2 separate regions of the Anser cygnoides genome follow, and region 1 is linked to region 2. Evidence: chromatin contacts called from public Hi-C data. All regions are on one chromosome and are shown on one strand. The core of a region is the stretch at or near the end of the contact, and the rest is flanking DNA. Distances in the headings are between cores, read along the strand shown.

Region 1 (3,041 bases), core at 255-2,754, 63 kb after region 2:
CAGCGGTTTAATACAGATGACTTGTTTGTTTGTCAGTCAGCTCATTTGATGATTACTGTTGTGAAATGCAGCCTTCCTGCCCTTCCTCTTCTGCCTCTGGTCTCTATACTTCTGTCATTTGTACTGTACTGTAGGGTTGTCAGCTCTTGTACTACAGTGGTTTCATCTTCAAGTGACAAAGGCTTGTGTTCTGATACCAACTCGCTTAGACCCAGGTTTTGCTCCAGCCAGTGAGCTAAAACATACTGAAACACATCGAAAAAGCATTCTCTTCGGTCAGCTCTGTCTTTTCTTTACACTAATCAGTGTTTTGCTGTATTTTCAGCTATTTTGGATTCTTCCTCTTGCCGTGACACTGAATCAGGCACCCATTGTTTTTACCAAAGTGGCAGAACAGCGCTAGAGCTCTAAAAACATCCCCTTTTTTCAGTCCCTGTTCATTTCTTTGCGTGCTCTTCCCCACTTTCTTCCAATGAGTAATAAGATCTTGCAGAAGACTGCTTCTTACTGTATTTCTTCCTTTGTTGCCTGTCACGTGGTTGTTTAAACAACTTCAGAAAAAAAAAGAAACTCTTACAGCTTATTGTTTGGTTTTCATTCCTGATCTGTTGGTAGAAACCATCTGTGATTTACCAATACTCTCTGCGTATACATAACGTAAGTACTTATGTAGGTATGTATGTACACACGCTTAGTTAAGCACAGCTGTTTGGGTATTTTATTAAGTGTCTGCTGGTGACAGAGTGCTTCCAAGTGCAAAGACTGCTCGGCCTCGGTGGGCTTGTTTCCTGTACTTGCCTTAAGGAAATGATGAAAGTGGAAGTTGTGGTGTCGGCGTCTTGACTGGGTAGCTTTACTGTGAACAGCATAAACTGTGATCATAGCAGACCTAAATTGTCTTTTTAGTATCTTTTAAAATACAACACGAGTGGCTGATATATATAGATAGATAGATAAACAGCAAAAGTTTGGTCATCTGATCTAAATGATAAACATCTACTGTGGACAGAAAATGGTGTCACGCACATTCGCTTTTGGTACTAAGAACAACAACAGAGTAAAACTTGTAAAAGTTATTACCTGTTAGTTTGGGCGGTGATGAATTTAAGTGTTAAAGAGGTGGGAAAGGAAGAATCCACCCTACATAAAGTTGTGCTTTTCAGAGCAACTTAAAACACGGTAATATTTTTAAAGTGTTCCATATTTCTAAGAGAGTAAATTTCAGCCTCAACTAAAATTACAAAACTGAGAACATGTTGTCTTTGATTGACTAGGAGAGGATGAATAAGGTTAAACAGTGATGTTATCTTTATTCTAAGCAGTACATTGCAAACAAAAGAGACAGAAGAAAGGGTAAATTATTAATCTGTGAGCCTGAATGCTTTGTTTTTTCTTTTGTAACTGTTGTTCTTTTCTGGTGGCCAGACTCTACCTTTAAAGAGTTTTCCATAAACATAAGAGACACGTATGCCTCTCCTTAGGGTTATAATTTCTGTGGTTAGGTGCCGCTGTAAAGGGGCCCAGCCATCTGCTTGCTCCCGTTCAGAGGGAGCAACAGAAACTGACTTTTGCATCAGAGTAGGCTGTAATGTAAGGAGAAAGTCTAATTAAAAAAACAACCAAAAATGCTGGCTAAGTTCCTTTTGGACTGTTTTTTTCATATGTAAGTAAAATTGGATAGAAATAATTTTTTTTTTGAAGTTTGTTTAAAGTTTAGGTCTCGATCCGTGTCTGTTAGACACAGTGAGCTAAGCTGACATTTTTTTTTAATCACTTACGTATTAAAGCTTTATAAAGAGCGTTGTGTACAGTCCCCTTAATTCCAGTATTATCTTGGATTTCAAATAATGATTTTTTCTTAATCCTGTGGAATCCCAGCGCCTTGAAGACTTTATGAATGTGTTACGGAGATTTGTTACCAGTCACCGTTGAGCTGAAGCTCGCAGTTGCGTAAGAATGCAAAACGTTTCCACTCCTGCTGCGGGGTACGGCTCTGACGCGTGAACTCTGTCCACCCAGATGCGTTACCAAGTGGCTGTGTTCCGGCAGAAAGTAGAAGGACTGTGTCTTGAATACGTGCCTGCTTCTGACGATGAGAATGCCACGGGGGAGGCGGTCTTTCGGGTCGTTGATCTAGGCACGTTTTTTGCTTCTGATTTGTTTTGGGTGTGACTTGAGGACTTTGACACTTTGTTAAATTAGGTGTGTTCGCTTCCCTTGCCACCTCAAAGGACTTCTTTTTCTGGCTACCCATATTACTGCTTTATCAGTCTCGCTCACTCTGTGTTGATGTAGTGGGCACGTACAGCAGATGGAGTTAAAAGACCTTCTTAATTGCTAATTGAGCAGATGAGTTTGTGTGTGAGCAGCGGGCTGATTTGAGCCCAGAACTCAGGCTGATGGATCAGCAAAGACAAGCCCTGTGATGAGACCTACCAGTCTCACAAATACTAAGGAACTGAGCAAAACCCCTGTTTTCCCACAGGTTTTATTGCTAGTTGTCTTGGTCTGTTTTTTTTTTATTTGTTTGTTTGTTTGTTTTTAGGATGAAATACTTTACCTGGGTGGTGGTAATTTTTTTTTTTCCACAAGTCAAGACAAGCAAGTGGAAGAACACAGAGCCCCTCTGTGAACAGCATATTTTTAGTTCTTTTGTTCAGAATTGAGTAATCCCTGAGATGAGGCATCATGAGTCAGATTGTTCATTGTGAGTTGTAAAATGTCGTAATTTGTAAGTTCCTGTACTGGGAGGATTATGGAGTAGGTCATTACTTTGAAATGGGTGTGCTTCATGGATATGATTTCATTTGCTATGAAATATCCAGGATAGTGATCAAAAGAATTATTTTTTTAAGAAGGGGTTAGCTATTTAAGATCTTGCTAGACATATTTTGAATAAGAACTTCAAGAATTATCTCCATAATTGAATCTTGGTGTATTGGATCCATATATACAGCACAGCATATACTGGTCTCGTGTGTGTGTGTGTGTGTGTGTGTATATATATATATATACATATACATATATACATATATATATAC
Region 2 (3,062 bases), core at 215-2,714:
CTGCTGGAACCTACTGGTAGCACCTGGCCAAATACATTCAGTATAGCGACTGCACTGAATTTATATGGAGGAGCTGCTGGCTTCAAGGGAAGATTCCACAAAGCCAGGAAGCCTTCACTGCAAGCCAGGATGTAAGTATTTGTGAAATCCCGTAGTGTTTACAGGGCTATGCAGGCAGGTTCTCTACATAACAACCAAATAAAGTTAACCGTAACCTTGTAATATCACCCACTATATTCTCGAGTACTACACGAATAAAACGTTCGGGCGCAAAGCAAGTTCTGCCCACCTACCGCGGTCACATTTGTATTTCTCGTTCGCCTGCCTTAGGGCGGCCAGGCTGGCCGAGGCCAGCGGCGGGACGGCGACCTGCAGATGGCACTGCGCCGCAGGACCACGGGCACGCACGGCTCGGTGCGAACCCTGTCACCGCCGAACTCGTTCCGCAAGCAGGCAATGAGGCGCGCACGCGATTTCTTCTTCGAGACCGGCATGACGCTAAGCTCAACTACGAGCTCCGGCCAGCTTGTGGGGCCGCACTGGAGGGCCGAGTGAAAAAAGGGCAGGAAAGGAGTGAAAAAAGGGCCGAAGAGGGCCAGCAGCGACACCCCAGCAGCGAGGGGAGGAGGCTCAGAAGCCTTTTGAAACGATCAACAAACTCCACTGACGGAATTAACGTACTTAAGCATGAGACTAAGACGGCCAAGTTTCACTGGCAGAGACTAACAGGCTTAGTTACGGCACAAAAAGGTTAAATTACGCTGAGGAAGATCCACGTATTTGGGTGTGAGGCTAAAAAGAAGGCCCGCACGGCCACGGGAGGAGACCGGGGAAGAGCCCGAGCCCCGGCCCCGGCCCCGGCCCCGGCCCCGGCCCCGGCCCCCGGCCCCCGGCCCCGGCCCCGGCCCCCGGCCCCCGGCCCCGGCCCCGGCCCCCGGCCCCCGGCCCCGGCCCCCGGCCCCCGGCCCCCGGCCCCCGGCCCCCGGCCCCGGCCCCCGCCCGTCCCGCCCCGTTCCCTCACCAAGGTGCCGAGGTCCTGCCGGGAGAGGTGCGGCTGCCCCAGCGTCACCCCCGCCTCGTCCCCCGCCATCTTGGCCGCCAGAGGAAGCCGGGGCTGCCCGCGCGGCCGCCTGACCCCCGGCTCCGCTCCGCGCCGCCGCCGCCCTCACCGAGCCCCGCGGCGCTCCCCAACCCAGCGGGCAGGGCCCGGCGCGGGGCCGCCCCGCAGTGGGCGCAGTGGGCGCAGCGGGGCGCCCGGCAGCACCGCCGCGGGGAGGGGGCGGCTCAGGCGCGGCGCGGGGCAGCCCCGGGAAGGCCCCCGCCGCCCTGCCGCCGGGTGATGCAACCCGGCCCCGCGTGCGGCAGCGCCGCCGGGGCGCCGAGGGCTTCGCGCATGCGCGGGGCGGGCGGGGCGGGAGCGGCGCGCGTGCGCCGGGCGCCCGCCGCCGGATAACGGTCGCGGGCTGAGGGGAAGGGGAAGGGGGAGGGGCGGCGCGTGGGGCGCTGAGGTAACGGCCGCTCTAACGGCCGCTCTAACGGCCGCCGCGGGGACCGGGCATCGCCGTGGACGGGGGGGGGGTGAAGACGTCAACGTCTGTCACTGCGCGCCTAGCGGCTTGGACATGGAGGTGTGTTGGGGGCGGTGAGGGGCGCGACGTGACGGGCAGGTGGGCTGCCTCCCCCGCGACGGAGCCACGCGTGCGCTGCAAGTGAGCGCACCCGGTTCGGCGGCTGATCAGCTCGCCGGCTTTAACGGCAAGATGTCGCTGTGCATGTGTTGGTAATCTCCGCTGGCCATCAGCCTAATGCGATTTTGAATGTCAGCCTTTCCCTTGTTACTGGCTTCTGGAGGCTGAGTCCTGTAGAGAACTGATATAAGGCCCTGCTCCAAGACATGAGCTTTTTTTACACCAAACAGCCCAAAACCCCCACCAAATGCATGCTGTGTTCAGCAACGTAACGTGTTAAAACGTGTTTACAAAGTAAACGTGTTAAAAATGGAATAAAATCCCTGATCAGTGCTGACATCCATTTTAGAGACTTAACAGAGACTAAACGCCAAATTCACAACCCTCCCCCATGGGGAGTTGAATTGACTTCTTCTCCATGGGAACTTCTTAAAGGCCTAGGGGATATTGCTACTGTAATAGGATTTCTTCAATGACCAGAGCAACTGGTTTCACAATAAGTAACCACTGTCAAATGCATCCACATTCATCAACAGCGGTTTTGCTTACTGGAAAATGTGGAGGTTCCCAGATTTTGCCTGGCTAACTGCTTGGGTGAAAACAATAGGTCTCGGGCACACAGTACACGTGTGATTGAAACGCGATGATGGAAATCTGTACAAAACTGGTATGCCTGGTTTAACAACGCGCGTAACCTCCCACTTTCACAAATACTATTTCCATACTTTCCTGATACAAGATCCAGGAGTGACTTCTGCTCTATATACCAATAGTAAATACATTGCCAGCAGTCTTGTTTTGAAGAAAAGAATACAAGAGTGTGGTAAGAAACCGTACAGTAATGATGTTGCCAGTGACAAAATGTATTATGTCTTGCAACCCAGTAATTCTGCACAAAAATAAAACACATTTTAATTTCTAGTCTTCCATCAGGCCGCATGATGTTTTACATAAGAATTGTAAATATCTTGCTTTTGGGAAAAACAATATATGCTTATGACAGATATACAAATTATAGTGAGAACACGATGTAGTACTTGAATTTGGTTGCCTCGACATCAGGCATGAAAATGAGCTGAAAATACTAGACTCTATAGTTACTTAGCTGTATACTTATGCAGTAATGCAGTGCAATATAAAATTACAGAAACAGCTTTTGTCACGTTTGCAGCAATCTTTAGAAATGATTTAATCCCTGCCAAGAATTCTGCCAGGAATCTGAAAAAATACACAAACGGTTGCTCCTATTTTAAACAATGAAATGCTACATTTTGCATATTCTGATGTTTTATTACTAGGGTTCACTGTATTTGGGAATATGTGTAGTATGAAGAAAAATGAAAGTCTAAAGACTGCAAATGTCAAGTCAAAACA

Evidence for each region. Hi-C and Micro-C count contacts between places; a contact is called where the count stands out from the background.
Region 1: a contact with region 2 is called in a Hi-C map of liver, with 1.7 times the contacts expected there. The contact joins the enhancer-like site here to the promoter of KLHL15 in region 2. A contact is called at or near these places in 2 of 7 Hi-C or Micro-C datasets (both in liver).

Annotation. Positions count from the first base shown.
Region 1 is chr1:126,860,262-126,863,302 of Taihu_goose_T2T_genome, forward strand. The region is part of intron 7 of APOO (apolipoprotein O); the gene reads left to right. Among named protein-coding and RNA genes, the nearest start is that of SAT1, 23 kb to the right of the region's middle. Within about 2 kb of position 1,505, at least 1 of the 3 cell types and tissues checked has open chromatin away from gene starts, as enhancers often do. A contact at or near this core is called in liver, where this site is marked.
Region 2 is chr1:126,796,981-126,800,042 of Taihu_goose_T2T_genome, forward strand. KLHL15 (kelch like family member 15) reads left to right here and starts at 1,465. Exons shown (of 5, transcript XM_048045963.2): 1 at 1,465-1,628. EIF2S3 (eukaryotic translation initiation factor 2 subunit gamma) reads right to left here and starts at 1,199. Exons shown (of 12, transcript XM_066980719.1): 1 at 1,022-1,199. The coding sequence starts at 1,090.